Linked DNA regions of Mus musculus: all the other regions are linked to region 3. A link is a contact called in public Hi-C and HiChIP or PLAC-seq data. All regions are on one chromosome and are shown on one strand. The core of a region is the stretch at or near the end of the contact, and the rest is flanking DNA. Distances in the headings are between cores, read along the strand shown.

Evidence for each region. HiChIP or PLAC-seq counts read pairs in DNA pulled down with a chosen protein or histone mark. Hi-C and Micro-C count contacts between places; a contact is called where the count stands out from the background.
Region 1: a contact with region 3 is called in a Hi-C map of bone marrow-derived macrophages, with 15 read pairs. The contact joins two enhancer-like sites. A contact is called at or near these places in 3 of 15 datasets of contacts at CTCF or cohesin (CD8 T cells, large pre-B cells and pro-B cells), 2 of 484 Hi-C or Micro-C datasets (bone marrow-derived macrophages and memory CD8 T cells), 3 of 115 datasets of contacts at active chromatin or transcription factors (T-cell acute lymphoblastic leukemia, fibro-adipogenic progenitors and microglia) and 1 of 9 other capture datasets (embryonic stem cells).
Region 2: a RAD21 HiChIP or PLAC-seq map of pro-B cells shows a contact between it and region 3, with 8 times the contacts expected there. The contact joins two enhancer-like sites. A contact is called at or near these places in 3 of 15 datasets of contacts at CTCF or cohesin (large pre-B cells, pro-B cells and stem cell-derived epiblast-like cells), 1 of 484 Hi-C or Micro-C datasets (bone marrow-derived macrophages), 3 of 115 datasets of contacts at active chromatin or transcription factors (embryonic basal ganglia, embryonic stem cells and large pre-B cells) and 1 of 9 other capture datasets (embryonic stem cells).
Region 4: a contact with region 3 is called in a Hi-C map of uterus, with 4 times the contacts expected there. The contact joins two enhancer-like sites. A contact is called at or near these places in 1 of 15 datasets of contacts at CTCF or cohesin (large pre-B cells), 6 of 484 Hi-C or Micro-C datasets (the N1E-115 cell line, bone marrow-derived macrophages, granulocyte-monocyte progenitors and 2 more), 3 of 115 datasets of contacts at active chromatin or transcription factors (embryonic basal ganglia, large pre-B cells and microglia) and 1 of 9 other capture datasets (embryonic stem cells).

What each region holds. Positions count from the first base shown.
Region 1 is chr9:61,827,902-61,831,725 of GRCm38.p6, forward strand. No RefSeq gene overlaps it. Among named protein-coding and RNA genes, the nearest start is that of Gm34828, 7.4 kb to the left of the region's middle. Within about 2 kb of position 2,545, at least 19 of the 459 cell types and tissues checked have an H3K27ac peak or open chromatin away from gene starts, as enhancers often do.
Region 2 is chr9:61,857,467-61,860,829 of GRCm38.p6, forward strand. Gm34974 (a long non-coding RNA gene) reads right to left here. Exons shown (of 6, transcript XR_001779199.2): 6 at 2,711-3,363. Among named protein-coding and RNA genes, the nearest start is that of Gm34828, 37 kb to the left of the region's middle. Within about 2 kb of position 1,930, at least 46 of the 459 cell types and tissues checked have an H3K27ac peak or open chromatin away from gene starts, as enhancers often do. A contact at or near this core is called in pro-B cells, where this site is marked.
Region 3 is chr9:61,167,280-61,170,599 of GRCm38.p6, forward strand. No RefSeq gene overlaps it. Among named protein-coding and RNA genes, the nearest start is that of I730028E13Rik, 30 kb to the left of the region's middle. Within about 2 kb of position 1,817, at least 49 of the 459 cell types and tissues checked have an H3K27ac peak or open chromatin away from gene starts, as enhancers often do. A contact at or near this core is called in pro-B cells and uterus, where this site is marked.
Region 4 is chr9:61,893,967-61,897,634 of GRCm38.p6, forward strand. The region is part of intron 1 of Gm34974 (a long non-coding RNA gene); the gene reads right to left. Among named protein-coding and RNA genes, the nearest start is that of Gm34974, 3.0 kb to the right of the region's middle. Within about 2 kb of position 1,260, at least 11 of the 459 cell types and tissues checked have an H3K27ac peak or open chromatin away from gene starts, as enhancers often do. A contact at or near this core is called in uterus, where this site is marked.

The sequences.
Region 1 (3,824 bases), core at 1,295-3,794, 660 kb after region 3:
TAGAGAGAGAGATGGAAGAGATGAGACACCGATCACCCTTAAAAACAAAAGTTTCGGGTCAGGGAAATGGCTCAGTGAGCAAAGGGGCCTGACACCAAGCCTGACAACCTGAGACCAATCCCCAGAACTCTCACAATGGAAGCTAAACTGACTCTCACACATTGCCCTCTGTGTGTGCACATGTGCATGCATACGCACAATAAATAAATGTTATTTCTTTAAAAATTGACTTCGTCAGTCCCGTTTGAACTAGCATAATCTTTCGGTCAACCATCTGCCAACTATAGGAGTTGAGCTGAGTCTACTTGCAGAAGATCATCATGGCTAGGCTTGTTCCCTGTTGACAGTCCTTTGAAGGGATGAGTAGAGAGGATCATGGGACCCTCACCTGTGTATGCCCCCACTTTTCCCACCCTCCTCCCTTTCACCCTCCCAGGATATCTCAGTGTCTTCCCATCTTCCTGACCACCTCCTCTTTCCCTAAAACAAGGTGACAGCTCCTGTCTGTCCCCATGCCTCCTCCAGGCTTGCTTTAGCCTGGACAACAAAGTGCTCTATGGCCAAAGCCCACCTAGCCTTCTGCTTCATCTCTACCCTGGTGCCTTCACTCTAGAAACCCCAAACATATCCAGCCGCAGACAGGCCACTCTCCCCATACCTGCCCAGTTATATGCTCTCTCACAACCTGACCCTTCTCGGACAGGCCTCTCACCTGGGGGGTCTCAGCCCTAACTCAAAGAGGCCAGGTTTCAACCTCTGGCCTCCAACTCCTGCCCCACTCCTAGGCAGGGCCAGGCCCTTTCCACTGGCTCCATTAGAGCCAGTTCAGGCCACTTACTCACAAGTTTTATGCCCACTAATTCCCAGCCCCACGGGGACCATTTTCAGTTCATCTCCATATGTCTCATCCCCGGTGGCTTTGCATCCTGCTGGGCCTATGTAAATAACCAGATGCAGGGTGGGCCTAGTGGTATAACAAGACACTCCACAAGGACTGAAGATGCCTCCAGTGATGAAGAGGAGGAAAACACTAGCACCCTACCTCAGGAGCTCTAAGGAGGTAACAGGCATCTGAGAGCCATCCAGGGTGCTCACGAAGCCCAGTGGTGAGGGATTAGCTCTGTGGACACTGCTGAACTCTAAGACTCTAGGATGGAATCCTGGGAGTGCTGGAGACATCCAAAAAGTGGTCTCTCTCCCTACTACATCCCCAAGCATCCAGAGCTTGAGCCAAGGTAAATAGACTGAAGGACTGAGGAAGACTTGCATCTCTAGCCAGTCCCACCCAGGAGTAGCCTTATGAAGAGGTTGGAGCCTCAGGAGTTGGCCATCCTAGAGGAGGGACAACAAAGTCATTCCAAAAAGAAGTACCCCACAGCTGAGTGCCAAGGAACAGTTCCATGTCCCGCCCCAATCCATCCCTAGGTGACTGCCCACAGATCATGCCTGACATTCTGGAGGACAGATCATCTGCCCATGTGGGAGGGGTCACAGCCGGGAAGTAAAGGACAGTGACCTACAGAAGACAGATAGGGAGTGTGGGAAATTTGGTGTCACTAACAACCTCTCTTCCTAGAGAGCCAAGCAGGGCTAGAGGTGACAGATTTCACCTGACCTTGGTCTTGTGTGATCTGGAGATGTGTCAATCATGACCACGTGCCAACACCAAAGGAGATCAAACAGGAGCAGAGGCTGGAACAACTCCTGGCAGAACAGCACAGCCAGCTAACAACTCTCAGAGTCTGTTTCCTTCCCATCCCTTCCCCAAGACCAAAGTGCCTCCCTGAGCCTGATCCTCAACACATGGACCTCAAGGTACAAGGACCAGATGAGAACCCCAGATCACCTGAGCCCCTTTTTACAGAGACGGAAACCGAAGCTCTGGAAAGGAAAGGCTCAGCAGAGCATACATGCAGCTGCTGGAACGGAACACCAGTTCAAAGCAGAGCAAGGATGAAGCTCTCCATCCCACATGGCACCACCCCTGCATCACCCCACCCCCAGGCGCATCTGTCCGTGAAAACTGTTACTGTCAGTCGCCGCCCTCCCCAACCTCCATCCTTCCCTTCTTCCTGAAACCAGAACATTGTGCAGAGTAGAGAGGTGGGAGTAGGGCAGCCAGTGGGCAGAAGTGTGATGGTGAAACTCAAGGTACTGGAGAGAAGAAGTCTGGGGACAGCCTCATCACTTTGGGCCATGCAGCCTGGCTGTTGGTACACTGCGCCCCACTGTGCTTTGTCCTGGCTCCTAGCTTGCCCTCCCAGGTTTGACGCACAGCAGTGAAATGCAGAGCTGACCGAGAGAAAAAGCACCTAATCATGTAAGACCCACTCCTGAGAAGCCAAGGCGCGTCACACCCCCAGGTCCTGGTCCCAGGTGCTCTCTGTAGCCCACTGGATGTAGTTGGCCTCATACAGCCATATGAAACTACAGTTAAAAAGGCACAGCAGCAATCCGGAGCTCTCCCTGTTTACGACAGAGTACCACCTCCTACAGCAGCCGCACCACCTTCGCCCACACATGCCTGATGCCACCAAAACAGGCTGTCACAGCAGAGACAGGCCTCTGGTGCCCTCTACTGTTTGACACTCCTGCACCATAGCTGGAGGATGGCACCAAGGCTGGCAGGGGAGACTGGGGAATGGCACCTGCCCCCATTGGGTTGTCCCAGTTTATAACAGCCCCTCCATCCATTTTCCAAGGGGATCCAAAAAAGCATGATACCGCTGCCAGGGGTAGATCAGCAGGGTGTGTCTTGTTGACAGACCACCTAGAGGAATGGCTTGCTAGTGAGCCAGCATGGTAGTGCACATCTGTAATCCCACACCCAGAGAGGCTGAGGCAGGAGGATCCCAAGTTCCAGCCAATCTGGGATGCCTAGGGAGACCCTGATCAGAAAAGAGCTGCTAGTAAGACAGGCTCCTCTCCATCATGGACTGTCTCTCTGCAGAGGCTGCTTCCAGTGTCCCCAACTTGTAGTTCAAGGTCATCACTACTCACAAGGACAATAGCCTCCCTAATTCTGCCCTACTTAGGATCCCCAAGAGTCAAAGAACACAGAAGTAAAATAGCTAGAGATGTATGGCTAGGTATGGAGAGCCACATACAAAGACACATGCCTCTCTCTCCTCTCTCTCTCTCTCTCTCTCTCTCTCTCTCTCTCTCTCTGTCTGTGTGTGTGTGTGTGTGTGTGTGTGTGCGTGCGCGCGCGCTCATGAATATACATATAAAGAGAAAGAAGGAGGTCGAAAGGGAGAAGGGGAAACTGTTGTGAACTGTCCCCTGTCCACTGTCTGCAGAGCTGACCAGTGCCTAAAGCTTTTGGGACGAGATGACATAGCCGGGAGTGTCTAACCCACCTGACAGCAAGTACAGGCCAGAATATATGGGAATTTGGCCCAAGACAAAACTTTAAACTTACTTAAAATACTATGAAGTGGTTTCTGTTGCAATTTTTGTAACTTGAGTGCATGATTCTCAATCACGAACTCTGTAGATGATGTCATTCTGCCTGCTGCCACTCAAAATAACCATAGGCCTGGTCTAGCAATGCCTGGGCCATGGGTAGGATGTCCCTGGAATAAAGTGCAGCTCAAGACAACTCTTCATCAACCAATATGCCCCCAGAGAAGCCAAAGAGAGGGGCTCCTCGGCTCTAGATCACAGTCTCTAGTTCAACTTCACAACATCGGCCTGGAATCCACTGGATTTCTAATCACCTAGACAGAAACAGGCAGTGGGCTTGATTGATTTAAATGTTAGTCTCGGACATAAAATATTTTGTGATACCTTGGCTGGTGTCTGACTAAACCACCAGTCACCGT
Region 2 (3,363 bases), core at 680-3,179, 690 kb after region 3:
CCCCTACTTTCCTTGGTAACAATGTAGGTCTGCCCCTGTCTTATTCAAATAGTCCTCTGAAGGGGGACATGGTAATGAATTCGGAGACCTTGGTACTGCCATTGTCACCAATTTGAAGCTGTCTTGGGAGTTTCCCATCATTGCCAACCAGGAGATAATATCTCTCAGGAACCCCTGTATAACTGAGAGACTGAGATACCCAGTCCTATCTTTCTAGCTCCATGGGGGAGGGGGAGGACACCTAGCAGAGGCTGGCTACGGATGTAGCTCAGTTATGCTCTCCTAACATGGACAAAGCCCCAGGTCTGTCCCCAGCACAGTATCAAACTAGGGATGATGGCACGGAGCAGTAATCCCAGCACTGAAAGGGTAGATAAAGGATGGTCAGAAGTTCAAGGTCAGCCTTGGCTACATACTAAGTTGGAGTCCAGCCTGGGCTAGAGGAGAACCGAGGCCTGGATCCTGCCCCCACACCCCAGAAAGAGAAAAAGGAAGCACACACACACACACACACACACACAGTGGTGAAGCTGAAAGCCAGCCAGAAGCCACAGAAGGCAAAAGGCAAGAGATGCGATTTAATGACTTAGTGACCTCACGTCAGCGGCAGCCACTTATGAGTGCTGGTGGGTTATTTCCCTCTTGAACTAACTGGTCTTGAACTCTCAGGTTTCCCTGCTGATTTGCCCAGATCATTCTGGAACGAGGTCTTGGCCACACTTCCTACGCCTGAGGAAGGGGTAGGTACAGACCAAGAGCAACCCTGGGGTCTCTGCCTGGCCCCTCTCAGCCCCACTCAGGTCTGACCACAGGCCTTACACACTCCTGCCTGCAGCTGCAGCCAGCGAGACTGAGCACACCCCAGTCTTTGGATGTCCCTGCCTGGGGAGGCTAGGCCACTAACGCATCTTCTGGGTTTAAGAGTGCTGTCACTCCGCTAAAGCTCTGGGACCATCATGGACCAGGATCTTGTACTGTTCAAAAATATCTAGAAATGTGGGGCCTCGGAGAAACAGGAGGCCCCTGCGAAATGGTGCCAGGGAGGAGGCTCAGCTCTGTTTTGCAGCCCTCACTAAACAGGGATCATTGTGGGTTATGAAGCTACCCACCTTGTCCTGCACAGCACAGGAGCTTCCTCAGAAGCCCAGATCTGCGGAAGGGGCAGGGGAGACAACTGCAGGCAGAGCCATGCATGCAGTGACAGACTCTGTCTCAAAAAACGGCATGCAAGGTTTGTGAGGTGGCTCAGTGGTTAACAGCATCTGTTGCTCATACAGAAAACAAGAGTTTGGTTCCCAGTGCCCAAATCAGGCAACTCACAACCATCTGTAACTCCAGTTTCAAAGAATCCAGCACCCCTTTCTGTCCTCCATGGGTGGCAGGCACACACACAGCATACATACATATATGCACGCAAAACACTCATGAAGGTAAAATAAAAATAAATACATTTTTTTTAAAAAGGTGAACATCACCTAATGTCAACTGAGGCTCTCCTATGAACACATACATCCATGTGTGTGTGTATTTGCACACGTGCAAGCACAGATTAATTCTCCAAACACCAATGACACAGGAACTGTACAACCTGACAACCCCTCTCTGTGGACTGTGTAGTGACCCATGGCCACCTAAGAAAGTCACTCAGAATTTATAGCTTCAAATTCATGCCCCATAAGGTCCAATTCTGTGGGTTGTCATCAACTGACAGGCAGCCTTGTCTTGCTGTCCTCATAGGCCAGCCCCTTCCACAGGGGCGACCCGTGGGCCACCTTGGTGATGCCTCCAAGCTGAAGCCACAGGAACGCTTCCAATCTCCAGCTGACCTGCGAGAGGGAGTTGGGCAGCAGAGCTCAGAGGCTCAGAGCACAGAAGAGGACGCAGGGGACGCCCGATCTGAAGTGTGTGTGCTAGGCAAAGGGAAGGGAGGGGTCAAACGTGCACGCGGCGACCTGATGGATCTTAAAGCCACAGGGGAAGGAAACACTCAGACCTAGGACTGTGATTGATAAGCCATTTAAGACTCGAGGTAGGATCATTTTGTGTGTGAACAGGTTAGTAAGAAAGCTTATTGGAATGGCTGCTGGAGACGTGAGGGGGGAATGGAAAGAGGGGGGGTTAACTGCGTAAATGAATTAATAAACACAGGGACTTGTAGAAACCAGCCGCAGTGGAGCCTCGGGCAGGAAATTAACTCAACCCTCTACACCGGAAGTGACAGGAAGCAGCCCTCTCTTCCACCTGGGTCACTTGGGGTGATACCACCTACCACACTACAGCTTTTGAGGGAAGCTTCCTTCAAGGTGACTGGTTTGTAGGTGCTGGTGGCTGGTGCTTGGTTTTATTTTGTATCCAGATCTCTCTCTCTCTCTCTCTCTCTCTCTCTCTCTCTGTCTGTCTCTCGTTCTCTCTCTCTTGTTCTGTGTGTGTGTGTGTGTGTCTCCTGTCTCTCTGTTTGTTTCTGTGTCTCTCCTGTCTCTGTCTGCCTCTGTGCCTCTCTCCCTGTGTCTCTCTCTCGTTCTCCCTCTCTCTGTCTGTCTCTGTCTCTGTCTCTCTCCAGATCCAGATCTGTATGGCACAGACTGATACCCATCCCTTTCCTCTCCAGATCTTCTGCAATAGACCATCTCCCCAGGAAAACCCACCAGCATTCAGCCATCTAATAGCAGATCTACAAAGCCCTCTGGTTGAAATTGCTACCACCTCCTTCACAGATCAAGCCCTCTTGAGTTTCAAGCAGGAATATGAAGGACACTTGCTCTTATGTCAACTATGACACTTCAAGTTGCACATAGCAGCACACAAACAGCTCAAACTCACTGAAATAAAAAAAAAATGTTGTATGCCTGAGCAAGCCTGGTTTCTAACTCCAGCTCCTGCCCACTTTGGGTGGGAACCGCCCAGCAAACCTCTTAGACACAGTGTCCTCTAGTGGTCACTTCTGGTCTTACACCCTCTGCAATAGCTAGCTTGGTAGGATCAGGAAATCAACTAAGGTCTTTGAGCAGATAAGTCTATGAGAGCATTTCTGAGAAGGATTGACAGAGGAGAGAAAAGACACTCCTAGAGTGGGTGGCGCCCAGATATGAGGCTGATGTTGAGGGGAGAGCAATGATGCTCATTTGCCTGCCTTGCTTCCTGTTGATGAGCACATCTACCTCGACATCCTCCCTGAAGCCACCTATTGCTGATGTCAGAACCCAGCTTATTGGGTCTTCTGATATGGTCTGAAGACCAGTGGCTCTCCAGGAATCCCCCAGGCAGTCCAGGCCAGATGAGTGCTGGGACATGCAGCCTCGTAGATTGAGCAGCCAATAGGCAGACAGTTTTGTCTTTTGTAGTATCCGTTCCATCATCCGTTCA
Region 3 (3,320 bases), core at 567-3,066:
GGAGTCTCAGAAAATCGGCCTAAAGAAACACTGAACAAACTGTTTCCTGAACAGGCCTATCATCGTGACCCTTGTAAGCCAAGAGCTCACTTTATAACTTGGGAATGTACAAATATTTACAGTTGTGGGGAAGGGAGCCAACATCTTCTAGAGGGTCCCAGGATGGGAAAGGAGCTGAGGTCTGCCTAGCCAGTCTCTCCCTCACTATCCGGGACCTTACAGGATCCCCTGCACCTGGTCACCCTGTCTCTCTGCCCCTAGTTTTGGGTCTCTGCAGCCTCACAGTAGCGTATGTTCTTTCTCACAACTTTGGAAAACCACTGTCTCCATTTATTCTTGGGTTCCTGCCTCCATGGTCATGTTCCCTTGATAGGCTAGCACAGCCTAGCTGGCCAATGTCCATCTCAAACTATGACTTGCAAATCTGTTTCCCGTTCGACAGCTGAGTGGCTTGTCATGCTCCCACCCTGTGCCCATCGTTCCTGGTCTCAGAGACACAGCTTGCTCTCCATGCAGCGTGAGAGGGAGAGACGGTGGGAACAAACTTGTCCCGGATGCCTGAGCACCGTTCTAGCTATCTGAAACCAGCAGGTTCAGGACAACCCCAGGGAGAAGACATTCTTCTCCATTCATTTGGGAACTTGGTCTCCTGACCTAGAACTGAAAATACAGAAATAAAAGCAGGAGGGTCTCCAGGCCTAGTGACTTTATTTTATATTCTGTATCTGTATTGACTTAGTATCAGGGGAACTGGTTTTAAAGCTATTTCCTGTGTAATTAACTTCTCTAAGCCTAAGGTGACTACCCTGTCCCAGTTTGCCTAGACTTAAACCTGTGTGTGTGTGTGTGTGTGTGTGTGTGTGTGTGTGTGTGTGTGTGTGTGTGTGTAGGGTATGACATCCTTGGGTGTCATTTCTCAGATGCCATACACCTTGTTTTTTGAGTCAGGATCTTTTGCTGGCCTGGAATTAATCAAGTAGGCCAGGCAGGCTGCCCAGCAGGCTCAAGGGCTCTATCTGCTTGTCTGTGCAAGGACCGTAGATGGATGTGTGCTTATGGCCCACAGGAGATTGGACTAATGTTCTCATGCTCGCATAGCAAACACTTACTGACTAAGTTGGCTCCTCAGCCCCAAACCATCTTGTTGGGTTTGGGGTTTTTTGTGGGGAGCAGGGAGATGTTTTGGGCTTTGGTTTTGGCTTTTTACAGTGGTAAGACCTGTGTCCCCAGAGACTACTCAGTTCTGGGCAAATGGGTCCAGTTGGACACCCTTTAAAACTAATTCCCTCATGATGAAATGATAATAGTGGAGTTTCTGTGAAGTTTCTCTGAAAAATTGCTCACTCAAAACCTCCAGGATGCTGGCATATATACATACATGCACATATATGTACACATGTTCATATATAGGCACTCAACTGATGATTTCTTAAATTGAAAACTTAGTTTACTGTAGCAAGTTAGGAAGATGCAAGAGTGGAGGGGGGCTAAAAAATGGGCTTCCATAGTTTAAATGGGTAACGATTTTAAATGTTGACGAACATAAGGAGATCCCTCGCAGAGGGTCTCATGGCTCTCTCGTAGGAGTGCCCCATTAAGGTTCAGTTAAGTGCTCCAGGTGAGACTTCCTCTGACAGGAAAAGCGCTAATCCCATGCACTCTCACATCTGAAGAAGCAAAGTGGATGAAACTCCCCTGAGCAGAGCCACAGGAAATGCCTTAGAACCCTGAGTCTTAGTCTTATGGGTTAGCACCTGGCTACCCTGTGGCATTGGCTTTTGGCCAGGAGATAGGACAGGGAGGCACAGATGAGAGGCTCCCACGAGAGCCTGAGTCTGCAGTTCACCCCCTGTGACTGCAGACGCGTAGTCTTCACACGTCCGGTCTGGTCACCACATCTGTAAAATGAGGAAGAGAAAGCAGACAAGGTGTCTAACGGACAGACAGCAAGGAGGTCCAGAGCATGGGTCCACCACCCACGAGGCACCCATAGGGCAGTGGCTTTGGGGGCTGTCATTGTACCCTGTGCCTTGGCCCATGTCCTCATAAGTGATGATGGTGTGAACTAAGGCGCTTCTTGGTGCATGGGAAGTTCTCAGTAAGTACCACTCATTTTGTTGTCCGCCCCCTACTCTGGGCCTAACATGGAGGTCAACCGTGCCATCCTTCCCTCCCTACATCACCAAGGGTTAATGAATAATAAGCATTTATTAGGGTGTTTGGTTAGGTTCCTTTTCCCTCCTGAGCCTGCCCTATCACTCAGCTGGCTCATGTTGAACTTGAGGCAGACTTTAGAACCTCTTGATCTTTATGAGAGCTGTAGGCAAGCCAGGTCTCCCTCACACTGCCCTTGTGCAATTTCGTTTTGGAAACCGTGTTCGAGACATTAGATTTATTGATGCTGAGTTTCATCTGCTTGCTTTTGACCCAACATTCTCCACTGTCGAGATCATCCCAGACTCTAAATCTGTCAGCTCCTCCAGCTTGGAGTCATCTGCAAATTTGATGCACATGTTCCCCACATCTTCATCCAAGGTCTCAGCTTGAAACAACTATTTTTATAGATAAAAATAGACACTGAGATACAGGCCATTCTGCAGATCAGAGGGACCCACACTCAAGGCTGAGCAGCGGGGGAAACTCACCATGTGGAAGCAGGGGCTTACGACCCTAGATCAGATGTAAGACTTTTCCATACGTATGCCACTTACATGTGCCGGTATCTTCTCCCGAGGTTCCAGAATGTTTCCAGTGATGACAAGGAGAGTTCACTTCAAGGCCACCTGTGGTCACTTCCAACTTCTAAACCTGAGTCTACCAGGATGGGTTGAGTCTGTTGGCAACAAAGGCAGCCCCCAAAGCCAAGACCTGCCTTTCCCTATCCCACTGCTTCTCTAGCCAAAGATACCTGCTACTCATCCAAGAACTGCATCTTTATTGGCTCAGGGAGGTACAGGCCGTGGTGACTTAATACACTGCCTGCTTCTAGGGGGGTGGGGGGAGGGTCATGGAGTCTGAGCCACACTAAGACAGAGCTGCTCTCGGCCACCAGGAGCTGCCCATGGTTCTGAGCACAACCAGCCCAGGTCTTGAGGGCATCCTGTGTTACAGCGCAGGGTGGCCGGCAGGGCTTACTAACAAGAATGCAAGTCAGCATTATGGGAAAGGCCTTTGGCAAAGTACTAGGAAAAAGCTAGGAAAAAAAAATCTATGAGAAATTTCCTTAGAAAATGGTTTTAGAATAAATGCACAGGAACAAGTTCTATTTCTCCAGATAGTGGGACAACTCTCTAAGTAGTTTGGAGCTTCTCAAAGCCTCA
Region 4 (3,668 bases), core at 10-2,509, 730 kb after region 3:
TCACCTGTACCCTCATTAGAGGAGTTCCCCAATCATAGTCTGAAAAGCAGACAGGAAGTGGGGGATACTGACTGGCAGGGGCAAGGAAGAACTTTCTGGAGAGATCAAAACATTAGACATACATTTAGCAAAATCCATTGAGCCGTGTGCTTCAAATGAGCGTGTTTTTCTATCCGTGTTATAAAGTGAACAGGAAAACCACACCAAGCTGAGGTACCAGTGTGCCCCTGTTGTCCCAACTCCTGAGGAGGCTGAGGTCACCAACTTGAAAGTGGGTGGGATGCTACACACCTGTAATCCTGGCATTCAGGAGCCTGGGACAGGAGAATCGCCACAAGTTTAAGGCCAGCCTGCGCTACAGACTGTCTCAGAAAAACTAGCAAATTAGTACAATGAATGTATATGAAGATGATGAACCCATGAGTTCAAGAGAAGCCCAGGCAGTGTACAGGAGCCCCCTTCAAAATGGAAACAAGGCCCCTGAGATGAGTGGCCAAGGTCGCATACAGATCGAGTGAGTGCTATTGGCAGTGAATACTTGTTAGTTGTTGGAACTGGTGGTGGTGGTGGAATTTTGGGTTGGTTTTATTGTGGGATGGGTGCCATGTATCCCAGTTGGCCTTAGAATTGCTAGGATGATCCTCCTGCCTCACAAGTGCTGGGATTACAGGAGTGGACCACCACCCCTAGTCTATGTGGTACCAGGGATCAAACCCAGAGCTTCTCGTGTGCCAAGCAAGCTCTTTACCAACTAGGCCACATGCCCAGCTAGACAATGAGGAATTGAATGGCTCCTGGAATTCTTGCCCACAGCCTTTGGTTAGCAAGTGTCTTGGGCCACAGCCGTATTGCTGACGTAGGATTACAGACACCTACTCTAAGGCCCTAGACCATTAGAAGACACGGTCAAGACCACACGGTGACCTACCTGCATGGACGGCTGCTGCCAGTGTGGGACTATAAATGTTTCCCTCTTCCTCACACACCTTCCTCCAGGCAAAGGACAGCTGGGAGGTTCTAACTGACTCCCCAGTGCTCAGGGCCCAGCTAGGTGCTCCCCACAGGCAGAGGGAACTGAGAGGAGGACTCACAGATTCTTTGAGCTTTGGGCGACTGTGGGCTGACCACCGTCACCAGGAGGTGCTTCTCGCCCTCTGGCCTGGGTGAGTAGATGAAAGAACAGCCCAGGCAGGCTTTGCTCAGAAAGATCTGGTTTCACCTTGAAGCTTTTTCCAGCATAGCTGGCCAGCAGAGATTAAGATCTCAGAGACCAACGTGACTGCTGGAACGGTGATTGGTCCGTTCTCCGGTGCTTGCCTCCTGAGAAAGGCAGTTTGTTTGAGATCTGACTCCAACCCGCAGGGGGAAACTATGCCAGGCCACACTGGAGCTGACAAGTGGAGAGAGAGAGAGAAAGAGAGAGAGAGAGAGAGAGAGAGAGAGAGAGAGAGAGAGAGAGAGAGCCACGCTAGCTAGCTAGAGAGGACCCCAATCTGTGCCTCAGGCTCTTCCTGCGGTCAGTGGGTCCTCTTGGGAGAGATTTCCAGCCTAGCAGTTGCCTTGATTCTACTGGAGCCAGTCTGTGTTGCGAGGAATCCAGTTGGAAAGGCAACCTGAGTTCTGTCCCTTCCTTGCAGGAAAGAAACAACTTCACAAAGCTGCCCTCTGACCTCCACATGCACACCTAAGCTCCACACACAACAATGAGTAAAAGTGATACAGAGGGGCTGAAAGCCTGCAAAGATCTATGACAGAATGGAGCATACAGCCTTCTAGCACTCAAAGACAGGGTCTTCTCGGGCTCTTTCGCTCTGTGCCCAGCTCAGTCTGGATCTCTAAGATTCATCCCCTCCACTCCCTTGTACCCATGGCTTCTTGGCATCGCTCAAACTCCTCGGCTTCCCTCATCCAACTGGCCTTGAGGCCACCAGCTTCAAGCTGCCAGGTATCATCTGCTAATTGCCACCCCCCCAACACACACACACACACACACACACACACACACACACACCTTCCATCCAGCCCAATTGTCCAGCCTGAGAGGCTAAGAAGTAGGACCTGACTGGACACTGTCCTAGAGGTCCAGTGGACTCAATGCATCAAAGATGGGGTGGGAAGATAGAGTCCTGAGCAGTGACAGTTTCCATGAGGAAGATTCCCTGTGGGCAGCCTCCTGCTGGGTGTCCCCTGCTGATGTAAGCATCCATCCTGTTCTTCCACTCCCAGGAAGTGTTCTAGAGATAGGCATGGCCCAGAGCCTGGGGAAGCCATCTAAGAGACCTACGGAGCATCACACCAAAAGAACAGCGAAAACACATTGTGGCTCTGTCAGAAGCCAACAGCTCTGTTCTCCCCACGACAAACACAAGCACAGACAGGTTTCTTGTTTGTTTGTTTGTTTGTTATTGAGACAGGGTTTCTCTGTGTAGCCCTGGCTGTCCTGGAACTCACTCTGTAGACCAGGCTGGTCTCAAACTCAGAAATCCACCTGCCTCTGCCTCCCAAGTGCTGGGATTAAAGGCGTGCGCCACCACTGCCCAGCCACAGACAAGTTTCTAAGAGACCCTCACACACACCTCAGGTCTGCTTGCCCAGGCCCTGAGCTGGCACCGGCACTCTGCCTTGCTCCCAGGGAAGTGCCTAATCTGGTCTCCAGCCTGAGCTCTGTAAACAACCAGCAGGTGTATTTACTGAGAGCCCTTGACCTTCTGAAGGGAGGCAGGGACAGGATCACAGACAACTCCTTGAGTGCAGCCAGCAGTGTCCATATGCAAAATGACTTGTCCAGTAAACCAGTCCAGTGCCCTGCATTAATTAGCACAGCTCCAGGACAGACCTGAGGTCCTGAGGCAAAGCCCAGAGTCACCTTAAACCCAGGGAGCCTGACCTCCCAACTGAATCTTGCCACAGTCACCACAAGAATCAGGAAAAGGCCCTGGACCTCTTGGTCTCTTCCCAGTGCACCGAGTAAGGTCTTGCAGGCTTGGAAGGCATCAGTGGCGCATGCCTCCTCCTGTGCACGGAGCACAACCTCAGGTATACCCAGGAGGTATAAACAAAACAGTATGTATGAGAGGGATGGAGGGACTTCCCTAAAACAATTAGTAGACTGAATTAAGTTGTATTCTAAATTACTTGAAGGTGAGATGAAGGGAAAGGTGCCCTTGGCCATTGCTAACGCTGAATGGCAGAGTTCTGTGCAGAGTGACCAGTGACCGCTTGTTAATGTCCCTATTAGTCTTGCCGTGACCAGGAAGCAAAGCCATAAGCTTTTTACAGCCGGACATGATTGTGTGTAGCGCATATAAACACGCTGGTCTGTTTTTCCTAGATTTTAGAATATTGGTTAAGAGACTTGCCCTGACAAGTTACAATATAATTTTCCCCCTTGAAAAATAATAGAAAAGTGGGGTATGGTGACTAATACCCATGACTCCAAAACTCTAGAAGTAGAGGCAGGAGGATCAGAACTTCAAGGTTATCTTCAGCTACATAGTGAGTCTGAGGCCAGTCTGGAATATATGAAAGTCTGTCTCAGATAAATTTTTCCTTGCTGAAACAAAACAAATCAAAATATTAAAAACAAAAGTTTTCAAATATGAAACTAAGGGGCTGTGGAGATGAGGTTTCAGTAAGTATTAGACCTGAGTCCAGGTCCCCAGAACCAA